2 separate regions of the Mus musculus genome follow, and region 2 is linked to region 1. A link is a contact called in public Hi-C data. All regions are on one chromosome and are shown on one strand. Each heading gives the region's core, a stretch centred on a gene start, on an enhancer-like site or on the middle of the called end of the contact. The rest is flanking DNA. Distances are from core to core; before and after follow the strand shown.

Region 1 (4,013 bases), core at 374-2,873:
CCGGTCCCGGCCGAATTCTGGAAATAATATTAATAGCTTAGTGAGGCGTTTTCGGTGTACAGACTACTTCGTGGCCTTAAAAGGCAAAGGAGGGGTCAGTGAGACAGCTTAGCTGGTAAAAGCACTTGCTACCAGGTCTTATCACCTGAGTTTGATCCCAACCCCTGCGTGGTGGAGGGAGAGAACTGATTCTCACAACGTGTCCTCTGACCTCCACGAATGTGCCATGACACTTCCTCATGCATACACACTCACCGTAAATAAATACATGCGGTTTTTCGTTCTGTTTTGTTTTGAGACAATGTCACTATGCAGCCATGGCTGGCCTCGGATTCAGAGATTACCTCTGCTTCCCAAAACCAAATGTTGGGATTAGACGAGAATGTCACCACATCTCGCTTAGAAAGAAAAGTAACGGGGGAGGGAGGGGAAAAAGCAGCAAGAGTCATTACTGCTTTCCCTCTTCAAGTGGGGAAATGAGGCCAAAGAGACCTCTCACGTGACAGGCCACCTACTGGGTCTTTGCATGACCTCCTCTTCTGAGGGGTGATGAGGCTCCAGCAGCACCCTAGTGACTAGTGGCAGGCACCAGTTCCCAGCCAGAGGCATCTGCCATTCACCGGTTAGAAGAGTAACTGACTAGGCGACGCTCCCAGGAGGCTCCTGCGCCAGCCACTCCCCCCACCCCTCACCCCCCGCCCGCCCGCACTGGTCTAGGGACGCCTATGTGTCTTTCGAGTTTAAAGCAACCTTGTTCTCAGCCTTCCTTCATTTCTCGCATCCCTTACTGAAGACGTGTGTCAACTGTTTCCTTTGTTTTATAAGATAAAAGACAATCCAGCTAATTTCTCCCTTGAGGGATAAAATTAAGGCTGGCAGGTGAGGTGCGCCCCGGGCTCGCTTCCTAGAAGTTGCTCCGGGAGCAAATCTCTGGATCTGTGGGTGGAGGAGGGTGCGGGACCCGCCCTGGGGAGTAGGAGACTCAGGGAGGGGGCTTTTGAGTAGGACCCTCTGAGCTCCGCCGGGGTCAGATCCCCAGCCTGACGAGGTTCCCCATGGCGCGCAATGAACTTGATGCGCACGATCTGGCTGCACTTGGCCAGATGCTCAGTGCACTCCTGAACGCCTGCACCTCCTTCCTCACTGTCCCACTCGCTGCGCGGCCACCCCGTGCCCTGTCTCGGATCCCCCGTTCTTCGGGGGCGCAGGACGAGCGCTCACGTTTTGAACATCTTCTCCAGATCCTTCAGGAGGCGGCGGCTGAACTCCGGGAACTCGGTGTAGGGATTGAAGACCTTAGAGCGGCCCGGCCGCGCTGTACCCTGGTGGATGTCCAGCCTGCGGCTCAGCTTGAGGTTCAGTTCGGAGTCCGCGCTGGCTGTGGGCGCCCGGGCAGGCGGTTCAGGCTCCGGGTGCCCGGCTGGGGCATCGCAGGGTGCAGGCTGGGGGTCGCCCTGGTCGGTCTCTGCCCGCACCTCAAGTCTCAACCGGCGCTGCAGCTTGCAGGCCAGCTCCTCGCTGGACATGATGGCGGGTTGTGGTGATGGAACTGAGGTTCGCGATCCGGTACGGGGACAGAGAGTTGTGCGCTCTTTGCGGGCTCGTGGCTTTCTGACGCTCGGTGGAATCGCTCGGGGCCCGGCGGTTGAAAAGAACCGTGGGTAGGCGGGGCGGGCGGGGCGGAGCTGCGGCTTTAAGGAGGCGCGGGTGCAGTAGGACTATCTACTGGACAGGGGACAAGGGAGTGTCTGCGCGTCCTAGGGGTCGCGTTTGCCTAAACCTCTCATAAGCTGAGACTTGATGCTAATCCGTCCCCCAGTCCAGACATGGACCCTGAAATCAACTCTTGCTCTTGCCGCCAGAATCCGCCCTTTGGGAACTGGTGATCCCCAGGGAATTGGTTGCAAACACTGGGGAGTTAAGTCTGGCAACCGTTCAGGCAGTTCCATTCTCTTCCAAAGCGCTCCAACCAGGGAGCTCGCGGCCTAGGACCCTCTGAGATGGGAGAATTAAGCGTGCCTGGTAACACACCCACGTGTGTAGCGAGCAGTCGTCGCCCTAAGGCCCTGGAGTAGGAGATGCTCCTGGCAGTACGAAGGTGCCTTTCATATACCATTGAAATGTTTCCACAACAATCTAAAAATACTAGACATAAATAAAGTGAGAAAAATCTCCTGATTCCCGGGAAAAAAAAAGGGGGGGGGTTGTCTTGTTAAGGGACCAAATGTGGCAAGTATCTTGGCTGTATGGCTTTTTTTTTGTTTGTTTTGTTTTTTTAATGTGAGAGCCACCACTGCGGAGAGTGGGGTTAGAAAAGGCTTGAAAATAAGGCAACTTTTGAAACAGGAGATTGAAGTAAAAACAAGTAGAGCCGCCGTCATTCTCCCTAAGGAAGGATGTGGTGCAAATGAGGGTTCCCTCAGCCAAACATGGAGAAGCAGCTGTAAACACAATAGTGGCTGCACTGGGGACCAGCTTTGCTCCACTTGTTTTGGGCCACAGACTGGGGAGTGTGTGTGATGAGCCCGGTGGTGTGCACCGCTGAAAGGCATGAGTTGGTTGCCTGCACATCTTAGGGGGCCACAGGGAAAAATCAGAGCCATTGCGTGCTCTCATGAAAACGTAATTCGATTAGAATTCGAATAGCTGGGTGTTGGGGTACACGCCTATAACTCCAGCACTCAGAAGGCTTAGACAAGAGAATTCCAGGGTAGGAAGCCAGCCTGGGGTTCACAGCAAGACCCGCTGCTTCGCTGCTTCGGAACAAAGCAAACAAGAAATTAACACAAGAAATTAACGGGGGAAGGGTTAGGGGGAAGGGGGAGCTGGGGGGGGGAGCTCAGAGGGCTTAGCATAAAAGAGGCATAAAAGAGTTCAATCCCTAGCATCCACAAAGTAAAACACACCTTTTAAAAAGTGGTTCAAGAAAATAAGTCATTAAAAATAAAGGTACTTTTGGTGTGCATGGTGGCTCATATAAGCCTGTGATTCTACTTGGAAGGTTGGGGCAGGACTCCGACTCTAGCAGCTTGGACTGTATGTCTATATTTACACAGTAAGACCCTCTGCCTCAAAGATCAAACATCAAATAAAACAGTTATAAGGGGAGGGGGTAACCATGAGGGGTGAAGCTCAGTAGCAGCCCTTCAAAAACATGGGTTCAAGTTTTAAGGTGGTGTGTACGTGTGTGTGTGTGTGTGTGTGTGTGTGTGTGTGTGTGTGTGTGTGTTTCTAAAGCCATAGGGAAAAGTATGTTGTGTGACAAAACTTTTCCTGAGGAGACAAAACACACTCATCTACTCTTCCTAGATGGGGAGCCCTCAACAGACCAGGTATCACCAAAGTCCAACTTGGCAAACCAACCAGTTTTACTGGGGTCACTTACAGGAACAGAAATGACTCGAAGACAGCTGCATCACCAAAGCCCACCCCAGTGTGAGTGACAGCTCACAAAGCTGGGGACCTGGAGCACACTGCACAGCCGGTAGGGGCTCAACAGATTGGGTAGAGTTCATTCCAAGCTGGTTTCTGTTTCTTCCAGGCAGCCGGGTCTGGTCTGAGTCCTCTCTGCAGCTTTTCTCCTCTGAGAGTCGTCTTTGCAGCTCAGCATGTCTGAGTCTTGGTGCCTAGGCTCATCTGAAAGACTTCTTTGCCACTGAGTTGTTCACTCTGGCAGGAAGGTGCCAAGTGAATCTAGTCAGTTTCAGGGACTTCTTCAAGCTCTTTTGTTGTTTTTACCTCCCTCAGGATGAAATGTTTTGATCTCCAAGGAGACAGTTACAAGGAGTTTGCTGACAGCCTGAGTTCTGTCTCTAGGACCCACCCTGAAGGAGAGATATAACTGCAGAGAGGTGTCCTCTGACCCTCACACATGTCCACCATGGCAAGCACACACCCGCTCACATGCATATACAAAATAAATAACTATTTTTTTGTAGTTCTGTAACTCACTATGTAGACCAGGCTGGCCTTAAACTCACAGAGGGCTGTCTGCCTGGCTCTGCCTCCTGAGT
Region 2 (4,238 bases), core at 326-2,825, 110 kb before region 1:
ACATTACAGACCATGTTATATATACTACCTTGGCAATATTTTCCCACATTTGTGGTTCTGAGTACTAAACCTCAGGGTGCTGAGCAAGACAGCCACCACTGTTACAACCTTAACCCTTCTACCCTTATTTTGAGATCAAGGCTCATCCTTAACTGTAAGAATTATATATTATGTTTTATTGTACAGAAATTTCAGGAAAAGCAGAAAAGGGATAAGTTCTGTGTTTTCAAAATGTTCTTTCTTGAGGGAAGGCCAGGGGCTAGAGAGGAGACAACACTCCCACCCAACTTCTGTGATTCTCTAGGTCACACCATGCAGCCCATTTTGGTCTGGAACTCATGATTCTTCTGTCTTGGCCTCCCAAGTGTTAGGATCACAGGAACACGCAACCCTGTACCACTCATGAAAGGAACGCGGTGTGCTTTGTTTTGTTTGGAGTACTGAGGGCTGAACCTCCCTAGAGAGCTACCAATGGGTTAGAATCCTAGCCATTTTTTTCCATTTTTATTTTGAGTTCAGAAGTTTGCTAAATTGTGCAGGATAGCCAGTACTCCAGAATCTCCTTCCTCAGCCTGTCAAATAACTGGCACACAGGCAAGTCCTATAGAATACCACTAGGGTGAGTTTTATAGACCAGCAAATGCTTAATTACATTACAATCTCAACACTTTAGTTACCTTTCTTCCCAGCTCTGTGATCTATGCATTTCCCTGCCACCTCCTCGCCCAAACACACCCTCTACTTCATCAAAACTTCTTTGGTAGAAACCACATTCACCTCTACCTCTGCCTGAAAATAAGAAAACAGGGGGAGGGGAAATAGTTAGAAACCAACATCCAACAAGTATGTTCAACACTGAAGGTTAATCTCTATGAAGTTCTATCTCTCTGTACACTTCAAGACGGCCACATTTAAGTATTTAGCAAGACATAATGGCTCTGATAGAACTGAACTGGGGTATGAAAAAAATAAACCAACCACTCGTGAAGGAATCCCAGTCCTGAACAATACACAGCACCAACAGGAAACTCATCAGTGACGAGGTCCACAGTGGCGTCTACCAAGGCTAGTACACCATTATAAATTGAATGTTTTCATGGATTGTTTTCAATAACTACTGGGGAAATCTTACTATGGGGAACTTCTAGAGAGAAACTCTAGTAGGAAGTGTCAATCACGATAAAATTCCTTTATCCAATTCCAGAAAAAAGATAGCAGAAGTGAACTGAACAACTGTAGGACTGCGAACTATATTCTTACAGGATAAAAAGAATCCTTCACTGAGGTAAGGAAAATTAGCAACACTAAAGTCATTCCGCAGAGTAGTTGGAGTATAGGGACTTAAAAGCTTTGCAAATCAAATGTTAGCAGGCTTCTAATGAAGGCCATCTGGTTAACTATCAACCTGTGACTCTGCTCAGAATCTATCCCAGTAGAAACATTTTTACAGAGTCAAGTGGGGTGGAACATGCCTATAATCTCAGCATTTGGGGCTGAAACAGAGAACTGACAGCTCAAAGCCAGCTTGTGTTACATCAAGAATGACTCAAAAAGCCTAAGAAAGATGAAAAGGACCGAAAGGGAAAGAAGAAAAAAAGAACAAAAGGGAAGGAGAGGGAGGCACTCACAAGTATGTAAACCATCATGCAATGCATACAGTTTCAACCAGTGATAAGACTTACTATAACCACTCACTGTTCAACCACATTATAATGGAGTTGAAAACTCTGAAGTAACTAGAGACTTATTTGTGATGGTGCTGGTCTAAAGAAATCTACTGAACTGCCAGTCACTTAAAAACATGGCATATTTGCCAGCATGTAGTACACAGTATGTGATTGTGACAATGAAAAGTTATTTATTTGAGGATATATTATATTTTCAAGTGTACTTATTTTAAATTTACTATAAAACAATATCCCATTTATACCACAAGCAACAGCATATATCTTGTAATCATTGTCTTTTAACTGTATCTGGAGGCCAAACCAAGTAAATAACCTAAACCATATAAGCCTGTGTAAATTATAATGTTCATATATCAATGAAAATAAAATAACCTAATGAGGCTCGCGTCTTGTTAAATAAGGCATGACACATATTTGTATGAAAACGAACACTTGAATTTCAAAACACTAGAAACAACCTAATAATAGTTGGCTAAATAAATTCTGATGAAACATCCCAGAACAATACAAATCCACATAACTAAGGCACTAATGTTAACTCAGACCTGTGCTACTGAATGACAAAAGCATACTCAAGTGGGGGGGGGGGGTGATATTGTGATGTTGTCCATACTGCTGCACAGCTAAGAGTGACTGAGACACATGCAGATATGTATGTAGCACGCACTTTCAGCTTTGGACATTCTGTAGTTTACTCAATGAACATGTGAACAGTACTGACACAAATGAAGAAACTAGAGGAGGCATGGGAGTTTGGGGTGCATTTATAACAAAAAATACCTTAGCAGCTATCCCAAACTTAACTTCTCCCATAGATCAAAATGATCAGAAGAAAATGATAAAGCTTTATTTTGTGTATGGTGCTAGGTACCAAACAGAGCACAATGCAAATGCTAGGCAAAAGCTCTACCACAAAAAATACACCTCTAACCCGAAAATAATATATTCTGAATGAAACATCCAATGAAGCAAGTGAATTCAAGTACCCATGCACTTCATCATAACCTATCAGGAACTGACTCAGATTACAGGAATACTTCCATGACTCTTACAAAATACTGAAAAAAATTATATAATATATATTAGGATATTCTCTTGACTAGACTAGTATCCACTTTGTCTATAAAATAAAAGTGAAAACTACAGTTTAACTCTAACAATCACAAAGTTATCTTCCAGGTTCATTACTTTTAAGTCAACCTAAAGTCAACTTACAGTTTAAGTAGCTTTCTCCCTCTGCCCTACATTCAGAATATGTATACATTTTATTTAAAATCCTAAAATAATTTAATAGTAACTACTCTAACGCGAAAATATTCCTCCACAACAGTGACTTTAGGATAAGGAACAAATCCTCTCCTTTTTCAAGATTAATTTTGTCCAGACTAGATAGATGGTCCAGCAGTTAACTGAATGGACTGAGTTTGGCACCCAGTATCCACACCACGTGGCTACAACTGTTTAATTCCAACTACAGAGGATCCAGTACCTTCTTCTGGTCTCTTACACCACCTGAACACAAATACACATTCCCACACATAAATGTAATTTTTAAAAATAGTATTTATTCCAGCACTTGGGAAGCAGAGGCAAGTGAACTTCTTGAGGTTCAGTCAGCCCAGTCTACAGAGTAAGTTCCAGGACAGCCACAGAGGCTACACAGAGAAACCCTTGGGGGGGGGGGGGGTAAACTCCAGAAAACCTATTCTGTAGAACCACTTTGAGAAAAACATTTTAGTCTTGACCAAAACCATTAAGTCTTGGAAGACTGGGGGGTGGGGGGTGGGGGGAGAGATCAAGAAAAATACATATAATGGATTTTGGGTTTTGCAATTCTGACTACCTCCAGCCCTGCTTGTGTGGTGGAAGCTTTACTGCTAAGTCAGCATTAGAGAAACCAGATTCTAGATTTTTCCACATTTAAGTCATCTATAAATGTGGTTCACATGCACAAGAACAAGCAGAAAAACATGTAATCAGCCTATTCAACTTGAAGAATTGTACTATTACCTGAAAGCTTACCCTATTCTTTAAGGAGAAAATATGCTTCCTAACAATGCCACTGGTACAATTGACAGTATATGTATTCTTTCTAACATCCAGACGACATAAAAAAGAAAGATAATGCAATAGTACATAGCCCCTTGTTCTCTTAAACATTACGAGGTCAGGATATCTTTAAGTCTAGAAACCAATAGATTTGCATATGAGTTTTTCCTTGAGTTGGAAAGAGATTCTACAATCCAAAGAAAAGTCACAGTAATCAATATTTAACCTGAGAGGTAAAATTAAGTAAAAACCCAAAGACACAAGTATTACAGGCCATTGTGACTATGGCATTCCAAGTATTTTCACAAAGGTAAGAGCATCCATTTGACAAGTTCTGTACCCTTCAACATTAGCACACTAATTTACTTGTATGTCACAACATATGGGCTTTATGCAAGCTCTGGTTACAAAAACTCTAACTTCAAAGAAACAAACAAACAAAAAGACAACTCATCGACCCCTCACTTGTTCCTTCTACCTGTTGTTGCTCTGGGGTACTGT

Evidence for each region. Hi-C and Micro-C count contacts between places; a contact is called where the count stands out from the background.
Region 2: a contact with region 1 is called in a Hi-C map of Th1 cells, with 1.5 times the contacts expected there. The contact joins the enhancer-like site here to the promoter of Efhd1 in region 1. A contact is called at or near these places in 1 of 15 datasets of contacts at CTCF or cohesin (CD8 T cells), 14 of 484 Hi-C or Micro-C datasets (the 63-12 cell line, CD8 T cells, Th1 cells and 9 more), 11 of 115 datasets of contacts at active chromatin or transcription factors (CD8 T cells, bone marrow-derived dendritic cells, bone marrow-derived macrophages and 5 more) and 3 of 9 other capture datasets (adipose tissue, embryonic stem cells and liver).

The regions. Positions count from the first base shown.
Region 1 is chr1:87,261,963-87,265,975 of GRCm38.p6, reverse strand. Efhd1 (EF hand domain containing 1) reads right to left here and starts at 1,623. Exons shown (of 4, transcript NM_028889.3): 1 at 1,222-1,623. The coding sequence starts at 1,526.
Region 2 is chr1:87,375,523-87,379,760 of GRCm38.p6, reverse strand. It overlaps Gigyf2 (GRB10 interacting GYF protein 2), which reads right to left. Exons shown (of 29, transcript NM_146112.4): 7 at 678-789. Among named protein-coding and RNA genes, the nearest start is that of Kcnj13, 17 kb to the left of the region's middle. Within about 2 kb of position 1,575, at least 15 of the 459 cell types and tissues checked have an H3K27ac peak or open chromatin away from gene starts, as enhancers often do. A contact at or near this core is called in CD8 T cells and Th1 cells, where this site is marked.